2 separate regions of the Anas platyrhynchos genome follow, and region 1 is linked to region 2. Evidence: chromatin contacts called from public Hi-C data. All regions are on one chromosome and are shown on one strand. Each heading gives the region's core, a stretch centred on a gene start, on an enhancer-like site or on the middle of the called end of the contact. The rest is flanking DNA. Distances are from core to core; before and after follow the strand shown.

Evidence for each region. A called contact is a pair of places that touch in the nucleus more often than the background predicts.
Region 1: a contact with region 2 is called in a Hi-C map of liver, with 2.6 times the contacts expected there. The contact joins the promoter of TFCP2L1 here to the enhancer-like site in region 2. A contact is called at or near these places in 3 of 8 Hi-C or Micro-C datasets (liver, skeletal muscle and subcutaneous adipose tissue).

Annotation. Positions count from the first base shown.
Region 1 is chr7:14,517,447-14,522,811 of IASCAAS_PekinDuck_T2T, reverse strand. It overlaps TFCP2L1 (transcription factor CP2 like 1), which reads left to right and starts at 3,542. Exons shown (of 15, transcript XM_005017516.5): 1 at 3,542-3,746. The coding sequence starts at 3,685.
Region 2 is chr7:14,442,250-14,448,030 of IASCAAS_PekinDuck_T2T, reverse strand. No RefSeq gene overlaps it. Among named protein-coding and RNA genes, the nearest start is that of TFCP2L1, 74 kb to the left of the region's middle. Within about 2 kb of position 2,255, at least 1 of the 8 cell types and tissues checked has an H3K27ac peak or open chromatin away from gene starts, as enhancers often do. A contact at or near this core is called in subcutaneous adipose tissue, where this site is marked.

The sequences.
Region 1 (5,365 bases), core at 2,293-4,792, 73 kb before region 2:
AAAGATCCCCAGAGCAGAAGCTGGACACCTGTGAGCTAAACTACACGCAACACAAAAGGCACCACGCCACTTTTTCCTTCAAGCACATTCAGTGCTTGGGTGGCCACCCAGAAAGCCTTCCCAAGGCTCTGCAGATCATCGCGGATCCCTGCAGTTCATCCAGACAGCTTCCAGCTCTAAGGTCTGGGCATGGTGGCTCAGAGGTGGGCAAGCAGAACAGGGCCACATTTTCCTTTTTGGTTTCCCTTGGCAGACACTGGCCTGGATTAACTCTTTGCCTCGCACCATAGCAGTCCTGCAGCTGTCCTCACCTGCACCGCATTGCCTACAGGCAGGGAGCTTCTCTGCTTGTACAGGCGCTTTGCCAGGGACAAAGCTATTAAGGATGTATTTGGCAAACAAAGAGTCGGTCATACAGAGATCCTGAGGACAGTGAGCGGAGAGGGAATGCTCTTCCTCTTTACGTACAAGCTTATATATGTGAGCATATGGGCCCACGCAGAAGCAGACGGTTTGGCCCATGCATAAGGAGAGAGTTGGAGTAATCCCTGAATAACCTTGACTAATGCCATAATAAGCTAATGGAAGCTTTTGGAAGCTCTTCAAGACAGTGTAATGTTTAACCTTGATCCTTCAACTCAGTTTATTTTGGTCTTTCTGAATACAAAATTGCTTACCTGAGGTAGGAGCTCATGGTGGATTTTTCAGAAGGAATTTAAATAATTGTGGTAGGATCCACAAAGGTATTTGGATGCTTTGTTTCCTTTGAATTTGGTGGCAGTTAAGGGCCTAATTACTTTTACCAATCTGAGCTTTTGCTTACCATCTCTGTGGTGTTATAATGCTCCCATGCTCACCTCCCTTTAGGCTCTTGGATAAAGGATTCTGCCCTCCCCCCCCCCCCCCCCCCACACACACACACGCACACACTTATTTATTTTTTATTTTTTTCCTAGAGGGAAAAAGAAGAATATGTGGCTGTATCTCAGTCAATTCAGCACAAGGTCTACTGGCTTGGCTCAAAGTGCCAAGAAACTTATCTAAGTCTCTCGACTTTCCAGCAAAGCAGATGAAGGGCATAGGTGCTTTTTGCTCAGTGCTCAGCTATGGGGACTGTAATGACTAGCAAAGTAGCAGAGCAAAATTTGGGGGGCAATAACATCTTAAACTGCAAGTGCACATATGAATTCTTGAAGCTTTTGTTTGTTTGTTTGTTTGTTTGTTTGTTTTAAATCAAAAGGATTTACAGACTTAAAAACATAGTTCATCTTTATGTCAGCTTGAACTAACAGCCATGGCAATTGTGTGTCCAGGCACAAATGTCCACACAAAAAGATACCTATTTTTAAAATATTTTTTTCATGCAAAAATACCCCAAAGTGTCTTCACAGTATTACCTCAAGTAGAAAGTACATCAAACAAAATATTCACTCAGTCACTTTTATTCATATGAACAAAGCATTTTACTGTGGCCAACTGAACATGCATCTAAAAGGAGAGATGAAGAGCAGACAGCACATTAGAGGGAAAGAAAGACTTTATCTGGGAGTGTGCAGGAGAGTGAAGGGAGGTTCATGTGAGAAAGCTGCAGCAAAGGAGATTTCTTTCCTTAGGGGCTGTAGTAAGGAAAGAGGAAGAGCTGGTGCTGGGTGATTCAGGGAGCCCCAGAGGGTAGCAGAGAAGGACTTGGGCCGTGTGATGTGGTGGATTTTGAAAATAAGGAGAGGGTTCCTGATGCTGCGATGCAAAATTCCACACTGGAGAAGGAGCAGAAGTTAGACCAGAAGAGGGCTGAGATTTATTTCAGAAGAGGTAGACAAAGAACAAAGATGTAATTTTATCAACAGATTTGTCCTTACAGGAAGATTTCGAAGATGGGGGTGCTGGTGGAGACTTCGTGAAATTAATTAGCAGACCTAACCTTGTTTTCTACATTCAGCACAGACCAGAGAGGAAACAAAGCCATTTTAATGCCATTTTCCTTCCAACACATTTACTTTCTAGAAAGAGAGCAAAGAAAATATTGACATGCCAGACTTGATGGGATCCTTCATTTGGAACAGTACGGTCATTTATTCTTCAATTGGACTGCATATTTCTCCAGTCGGCACAGCAAAATGCTCAGAACTGTGGAAGAATATTTATTGTTTAGAGAGTCCTTGGACACCTCCACAAACTTTGTCTTGCTTCTCTGACCAGGAGCTAAATTTAGGCACTTTGTTCAATTGAGGTCCAAACAGCTGTTGTGTGAGCAGAGCTAAGTATTTTTAAGGGTATGAGACAGTTACAACATAACTTGAGCCATCTTGCTTTGAAAGAAGCAGGTGTGTGTCTAGCTGTATAGTAGCAGAGGAAAGAGAAACTACCTTAAAGGCATGTTTATTTCTGCTATTTCTCAGTGATACTGGCAAAGATTGGCAGATTTAAATAATATCTCTTAAATACTTGAAGACTCATAGCACCTCTGTGAAGCTGCTTGGTTACCCTTCAGGTTACCTCGTTCTGCTTGTGATGCGCGTGGATATCAGTTGCTCATGACTATAGGTGCACTGCATTTAACTTTCTGGGGCTGGACCTAATGATGATCTATGGGTGCTGTGACAATATAGATACTCTAATCATGGCAGGATAATACAAATTCCACCTGACAATGAAACGTTGCTAGCTCGGCTGTGAAGCATGGCAGTCCACAATGATATATGCCGACAGCTACATTGGCAAATTGCTGCAAGCAGCAAGTTACGTGCGTCAGCTGCCTTTTTCTCAGTTGAAACTTGACCAGGAAGCCTTCCACAAAGCAGATCAGAAGATGTTTAATGACTCGGAGTAATTAAGAGTTTGTTTTCCATTTCTGCTGGCGGATAGACAATAGGACATGGCCAAACAGCAAACCCCCTCCACCCTCTGGCTCCCCCTGTCCCAGCTATCGAAGGATCGGTGGGACAGGAAAGTGCGATGAGCGGGCACCGTGAGTGAGGGACGTGATGGGTATGGGAAGATGGGGCTGTGGTGCCACATAGCTTGGGCTCAGGCCTTGAGATGAGTCCTGTGGCCATGAGGCTGGTCCTGCACCAGCGCTTTGCCTGCTGAAGGCAAGTTCACGTTAACATGAGGTGAAGGCTCCTCACTGCATGAGGCAGTGAGGAGTGAAACCCATCATCTGTCCTTAATTCAAAGCACGGGGACTTTCAGGGGCCTCAACTTCACACTTGGCCTCACTGAGGCCAACCAGGGCAGCAGGGACATCGCCGCGGTCGCTGTGACAGGGCAGGGATGACAGCCGCCATGTCGCGACAAAGCTGCGAGCTCTCCCCCGTCCCTCAGCGGGCTGCCCCGGGCCCCCGCTGCCGCTCTCTCCGGCCGGGCAGCGCCTTCCTCAGGGCCGCCCTCGCCGCTCCTCCCGCTCCCGCTGCCGGTGGCGGTGCCGCCGCCCTCAGCCACCTGCGGCCGGGCGAGGCGGAGCGGAGCGGGGCGGGCCGGGGGAGGGCTCGGCCGCCCTCCAGCGCCCAACGCAGCCAACCCGCGCCGGCCGGGGCCGGGCCATAAAAGCGCCGGGAGCCGGCGGGGCTGCGGCCGGAGCTGGCGGGAGTGGTGCCCGGGGTGTCTCGGGGTGGGCAGCCCGGCTGGCCCCCAGCCTTCGCCGCCTTCCCCCAGCGCCAGCAGCGGGCCCCCTCCCCGCCCAAGATGCTGTTTTGGCACACGCAGCCGGAGCACTACAACCAGCACTCCACCGGCAGCTACCTGCGGTGAGTCCCGGCGTGAGCGCGGCTTTGCCCGCAGGAAAAAAAAAACAAAAAAAAGCTCTTTCTGGGAGGTGTGGGCTTCCTCTTGCTCCTGTCTCCCTCCCACGGTAACATCGCCACGGACGACTTGCCGGGAGCTTCGCCCCGAGCCCCCCGCCGGCTCCCTGCGCCCCGGGGGCTTTGGCTGGGCTCCGGGGGGGAGCCTGGAGAAGGGCTCGCAGGGCGCCCGCTTTGCTCAGGACGGGCTTTCCGCCTCTTCTTGTTGGGACCAGGAGCGAAAAGCTCTTAATTTCACTTTCTGAACTTGTCTAAACCAGCTTTTTCCTGCCTCCACACAGGCGCGTTTAATTAAATGTGCCTAATTTAAGCACAAGGGCCGCCGAACAATAGTCCGCAACATGTGTTAGCGCAAACTCGTATTTCCTCCCTCCAGAAGACAACAAAGCAGGCAACTTTGGGAGTTTCCTTTCTGCTGGGTGCTTACGAATTATTTTTCTCGGGATGTATAAGGCCGGGCTCTCAGCTGGTGTCGATTGCTGCTGCTCTGCTGGAGCCCCATTGCACTGATGGGCAGCAGTGGAGGCTCTGTGGTGGCCCAAGAGCTGTGCTTTCCAAAGGCACCCCAAATAGCTGCTCCCGAGAGATGGCCAGCTTGTCTGGCGAAGCACCTCACACACCGATAAGGCTGCTCTTTCAATGCGACATGCAATCGTTACAATTCCTGCTCCTTATCAGTACTTGCAAAGGAATTTTTCAACCTAATAATCACTCGCCGTTATCAAATGATAGGGTAGCGTGAGGTTCTTGCTTGCCAGCAGCCTTCCTCGCTTCTTCATCCAGGGTGCTTTGCCTCCTTCCTCTACCCCAGTGAATATTTTAACAGTGTGCTTGGGGCAGAAGTCTTGTGCTCTGTGCTTGCAAAGCTGGTGAGGACAGTGAGAGCAGCAGTAGCAGGCAAGCCTCAGCCCTGCAACTTGTGCCTACAGCTGCTGTGATAGCTCTTGTGCTGCTCAGGTTGATCCAACACTATGGGTTTGTAGCATCCGAGTGCTACAAGATCATCGAGTCTGGGTCAGGCTTGAGCCCACAGTTCAGCTTCCTTTGAACTGGCCAGGAAAGACATCTGGTTATTTCTGCTTGATGCTAGCAGTTGTGGGGTTTGTGCTCTGGCAGGAAGGCTGCTGGTGTACAGGTAACCTGCCGGTGCTCCAGCAACAAGTGTCACCTTTAGTGAGCACTTGCCACTGTGATCTGGGGCTAAAAGCCCTACAACCAGATTTATGGCAGCATTAAGTGATAGCCTCAGGCATTTCGGGGAAGGTCAGTTGAACAAAACACTTTTTTTTTTTTTGTGGAGACCTCTAATTCTGACTAACTGATGGGAGGATGTCAAGGCATGTTTCTGGAGAGGGACGCTTTGTTTTGGGCTGTGACTTTGTGAGGGCTGTCTGTACCCTCCGGTTGAGACTGTGCAGGGGAAGCTGAACTGGTACAGTCCTTGAGGTAGCTATGGGAAAAGTTTGTGTGGATTATAATTTTGTAAGGATCAAGGGCTTTGTGCATATCTGAGACATCTGTGTAAACTCTGGCATACCTCAGTGTGATGCGGTTGCAGTTGGTAT
Region 2 (5,781 bases), core at 1,006-3,505:
TGTATGGTGCGAGATGGGTTATTTACAGCACATATCCATCCACGGACCTGTGTTTTCTTCAGCACAAGAAAAATTGGTCAGTTTTTGGGCTTGCAGGTCTGAGTCTGCCTGAAAATGGTGCTTCCCAACTGCTGCCCATGGGACCATCCCCATCCCAGCTTCAAGCCAACTTTTCAGCGGCAGTCAGGGACCATCACCTTTATGAATCAATTCATTGATCCATTTCTGAATGGGAGCATTAGGTTTCCCTGTTCCTGGTCACCCTAAGATCTGGGTGGATGCTGTCTGTGGCTGGGTGACATCTCTGAAGCCCAAATGACCCAATGGCCAGCCAGGCCAGGCAGATTTTTGTCTCCAACAACTGCTTGCAAGAAGCCACCTTGCCAGGGCACACATGGACTTCTCGGAAGGTGTTGCACTGGAGTCTCTTCTAATGAGCTGTGGGATCTGGGAGCTGTGCATTAGGCTAATCTTTCCAGGAATTTGACTTGAAAGATTACTGCATTTCCAAGTATGGGACTTGCCCATGCAAACGAACAGCTGGGTGTCTGAACTTCTATCTGACTCTATTTATTCTAGATGTTTAATGGCCCTTGTTCCCGCAGAGCTTTTTAAAGTCCAGCATAATGTCGGACGTGCCGAATGCCATAAAAAAAAAGGCTCATCAATCTTGACAGATTTTTGTCTGGCACTTGTAAGTCAGCCCTGGAGACTCGGCCCTTTTATGAGCGTACTGTGTGCTTTTAAACGCATATATAAGGACACTGAGGCATGAGGTTTGCATTTGCTTTGCACTGACCCATGCCTGCAAGTGAACCAGCTGCATAAAGCACGCAGTGACGCTGTGCTCCCCTGCTGCTGATGGTAGGGCTCCCCCACCCTGCCAGGGCCACCTGCCAGCAGCCCTGCGCCCCAAATCTCTGCAGCCTGGGGCTGAAAACATGCTAATGGGGACACCAGCCCCCTGCCATGGAAGGACAGCTCGTCTCCTGCCAGACCTTGCTGCTGCCACTGTCACACCCAGGCCCCATCCTCTCCTCGCCATCCGACTTTTTTTTACCATTCCTGCCCACCAGCGTACCGCAGCCATCAAAACAGACATTCCCGGGGAAGTTGTGCAACTGTCACGGCTTAATCATTAACTGGGACATTCTGGCTGCTAATTTTTTAAACTTTATTTCTGTATTTTGTGAGGGGAGGTGCTCGCTGGACGGGCGGGCTGGAACGCGTGCGGAGGCCTGGCGCTCAGGCGTGCACCGCAGGCTAATCTGTGCCTTCTGTTTGTGGCACGAACCGCACCGTGTACACAGGGCTGGCCAGAACTGAAAGCAGGGCTTCAGTGACCAAGCAAGTGAAACTGGCTGTTACTCACAAGGAGCTCTGGTTTAGCTGGCTGGAGGTGCTGGCTGAGAGGTGCTCTGTGTGTGGCAGTGCGTGCTGTGATGTGCTGCTGGCTCTCACCACAAAGAACCTGCCCTTGTGATGGGCAAGGCAAAGGCAACAGGGCTGGGACTTGGGCATCTGCATGTTGGGTTGTCACACTGTGATCCAAACCCCCACCAAGGTGCGAGGCTCCTCAGAGAAACACTTGGGCTGGGGCAGTGTGGGGAGTTGGGCGGTCACAGGGCTAACAATGTGGATGGGGTTTGCTTCCTGTGGCGCATGGGTTGGTGGCTTGTTCACTCTGGCTTTGAGCTCTCTAAGCCTGGTCCTGGCTACAAGTGGTTGGTGGGGAGGTGACCCCTGCTTCCAACTTCATCCCGCACTTAGGGCCATGTCTTGTTATTCATCATGTCTTGGTTTGAGTCAGTATTTCAGCTATCCAGGTTAATTTCAGAGACAAGGAGATTTGCAGCACTGAGATGACATGGATTCATCAGCAGAGCAGCAGTCCAAGTCCTTGCTCCTTTCGTTACTCCCCATGTCCCACAAAGCAGTGTGAAGGTCACTCCTTCTCAAGGAGAAGGTAGGAGCAGAGGTGACAGCTGTCCCCAGGGCAGCACCAGGAGGGGAATCCAGGTTCCTGGCTCATCTGCCTTGTCCTGGTTATCATCCTGATATCCCTGGGACCAGGAACGGTGCAGCAAGGTTAAAGCAACGTATATAGCAGTCAAAATATACTGAACAAAGAGTAGTTCAGTCTAGCAAACAATCTCGAGCTCCACAAAGAAGTATTTGGACAGTTTCTGCTGTTGGTTACAGCCGTGGCACACCATGGCTTCCCAGTGAAGTCACTGAGCCCAGCTGGGTGTAGCTGAGGGTGGTGCTCGTATTGTCTGGGCTAAATGTCAGCAAGGAACAGCAGCAGTCGAACGAGCAGGATTTCTAAGCATTTCCCTTCTCCCGGTCTCACACAGCCCTTGTTCTTGGATGGCTGAGGTAAAAAGACAAGGGCAAAGTTATTTTAGATGGAAAGTACCTAAATGTTTTGTTCTTTGTACATAGGAAAGAGCCGAAATGAGCTCTGGGTCTTGTAAACATCAACACCCAGTGTTCTGTGTATATAAACCAGCTGCTAGGAAAGCTTGATGAGCTTTAACTCTGCTTTGAGTTTAAGGGACAAACAGGATGCATTGCTTAGCCCACAGAGCTCCAGCCCATGCTCCTGCAGACGTCTGGGGTTTTAGGCATTGCCTGTGTGCATCTGACCTGCAACTTTGCTGGGAGTGGGCTCCTCTGCCACACCAGAGCCTGGACTTGTGGGCACTCCTCAGCCACTTTGGTGCAAAGTCGGCTCTCATGGCCGAGGATGGACTTCTATCTCCTCTGGGCACCACCAGCCTGGTGGCAGTGGTGTGCTGGTCTTGCACTGGAGCAGGGTACTGCTCCACATGCTCCAGGTAAACTCTGGCAGCACCAGTGCTGAGCCAGGGACTGAGGACAGGCAGACAGGCAGTAAATGTCCACAGCTTCTCCTGCTGGACCCAGCAGGGATGGTTGCTCTTGGACTTAAGAAGAGACCTGCACCCTGGTTAGTTATTTCTCCTACTTAACTCCTTTATCAGCTTGCAAATGAGTAAATGTCCAGGAAATCCAGGTTTTGAGTCAAATCATTCATGATAGCTCATAAACCTGAACCTTCACCCATGGAGAGGATGGGCTTAATGGACTCTTCATGTCCACCATGTCAGGCTTCCTACAGCTGTGGGTGGATTATGTGCAACCAAATTGGGTTGGGTGTCCAAGGTTTCTTGGCTGCTACATCCACTAGTGGTGATATGAGAATTTGTGTAAAGTGCCTGGTCCTAAGTCTTCCCACAAACTGTGACCCTGAATTTAGGCCAGATATAAAATCAGAGACCTTTCTTAACCCTGACACAACTTTGTCAATGTCACATGTAGGACAGTTATTCTCCAGCAGATAGCCCTGCACGTGTTCTGAGGAGGGCTGCTGCCAGATGAGGGTGGGTAAGAGCAGGACTCCAAGCAGGTAAGGACTGGTATATTTACATTGCATATTTTGCTAATGTTGGTCTTCAAATTTTGCCCTGTTGCAAAATTTGCTGCAGGGCTGCTTCTGCAACTGTGAGCGAGCCAGCAGCTGGAGCCTTGTGTCCAGGACAGGGGTTCATGAACTGCTGTCTAGGAAACTGTTCAGCACTTGGGAAAAGTTTCATTTTCCATACTTGCTTTTTAATTTTTTTTTTCAACATGTTCTGAAACATTGCTCCTAACTAGGTACTATTAAAACTAGATTCTTTCTTACTATCCTTTACATGGGATCAGTTAAGACTTGGTTTCTCAGTCTTCAACTGCAAATTTGCTATGAGGACCAATATAACCATGTCAGTAGGAAAAGGGTAGAATTCTATTTTGGTCTTAACCTGTCCTACCAGTTAGCATAGGTACAGTTACATATTTATAGAAGTACGTGAAACTGGACTTAATTTATGTTCCTTTTACATAAGATTGAACTCTACTGGCATACATGCATTTATAAACTGTAAGTACACTAGCAGGGGGAAAGGAAGGGGAGAACTTGTACTGTCCTCATCAGACCGGCATGTTTATAGGAAGACACCTTGCACACATAGGGAAAAATGCAAAGCTACAATTTCCCAGGTCACAAAATGATGTTGGTCAGGTTTCTTGCTCTCTCAGTTGTCATATCTGTTGGGAGTCTGGCTGTGATGCACCTACAGCAAAGCCAGGCTCTGTGCAGGACAACACTGTCCACAGTGCATACATTGCTTGGAGCTCTTCTGCAGGCCTCTCCTGCTCCCTTCTGGTGAAGTCTTGAAATCCAGACCAGATTTTCTCCACATCTGTTTGATATTAGGGTTGCAAGTCTCAGCAGTTCTATGGTCAACACAGTCCTTGACATAGGGTATTTTAAGAAATATGGGGCATGCTGCGTGTGCCCTATCAGCAAGTTGAACCACTCATGGGTTCCGTTTCTGCTTACTCTTCAGGGGGAGATCCACAAAGCTTCATGGTAGCCAATATATATATATTTTAGAGATTTTGAGGTCTTCAGAGGATGTGTCACAGTAAGGATCACATTTATAACAATTCGTATAGAGACAGGTTATGCCTCACAAGACATAAGGACATTTAAAGTAATCAAGTACTGCCTATTGCACATTTAGTACTGGCTGCTTTGTCAGTGTGCTTACTGTAGACAAAAATTAAATATACTGTCAAATTAAATGAAAGAGCACTTATAATCATGTTTGAATGGTGTTTACAGATGAAGCTCTTACCCTAACGTGTTTTATGTACTATTCAGCTGCTCTGAGTAGTTGAAAGAGACCAGTGAGGACCTGGGTAGAATCATCATCCCCTTCGGTGGATAGGGAACTCCAACACAGAGACACAACACTGTAGGGTCTATAAGAAGCTAAGGTCACAGAGGGAGCTCCAGGTCCTCTCCGGAGCCATCAGCCCTTGAGCCAGTCACAAGAATTCTCTAATTGTTTGGGAAAAAGGACTCTACTGCTCTCAGCTTCGGGGTCTCTCCCTTGTGTGGCCAGTACCACTGTCCCAGCTGGGCCTGGAGGGCTGCCTGGTCGGCCAGGCTGTAGGTGCTGCCTTAGGTGCACATCGCAGCACCTCTGCTCCAGGGACATGCAGAGCTAATCCCTGGCTGGGTGGAGCTCTGCAGTTCCCAGGGTGAAAAAAAATCAGCTTTATTTGTAATCAGAGTTCTTACCTGTACAATGGGCAACCCTAAACAAAGGGCAGTTAAAAAGAAGCCCAATGTTTATTACCTAACATTGTGTTAAACCCCATCGTGTTTAACCTAAACATACAGCTTTTGCAGGGCATGACTCAGGCCTTTGATCACTGAGACTTGACAACAGCAGGTAAATTAGCAGGTTGCAATACAGGAAACCTTTCCTAGAATGTCACTTTGCTGATCTTGTTGCAGGGTTAGGACCTGGGACAGGTATATTTTGCAAGAACCTACCTATGTAGTGAACAAACAATAGGGATTTGACAGAAGGGTAAAATGTTCAAATCGAATGGAGTTGTGCTAGCAAATGTTACTGTGTAAAAAGCAAGACAGTAAAAAAATCCTTTTGTTTGGTTAGGTTATATCACTCAGGCTAAACTGTCCTAGCAAGAGGGGTTTTTGTTTGTTTGTTTTGGTAACCTGTCATCATTAGTTTCTCCTAGGAGATATAGTTCCATCAGAGAAATATTTGGAATATAGACTAACCTCCTCTTCCTACAGACTCTCATGTCTCTAGGGGTCTGTGGTGTGGAATATAAATAGGTTATTCATCATCCTTGACCTACAGCTAAGATTTCCTGGGAATTAAAGTACCAACCTATTGG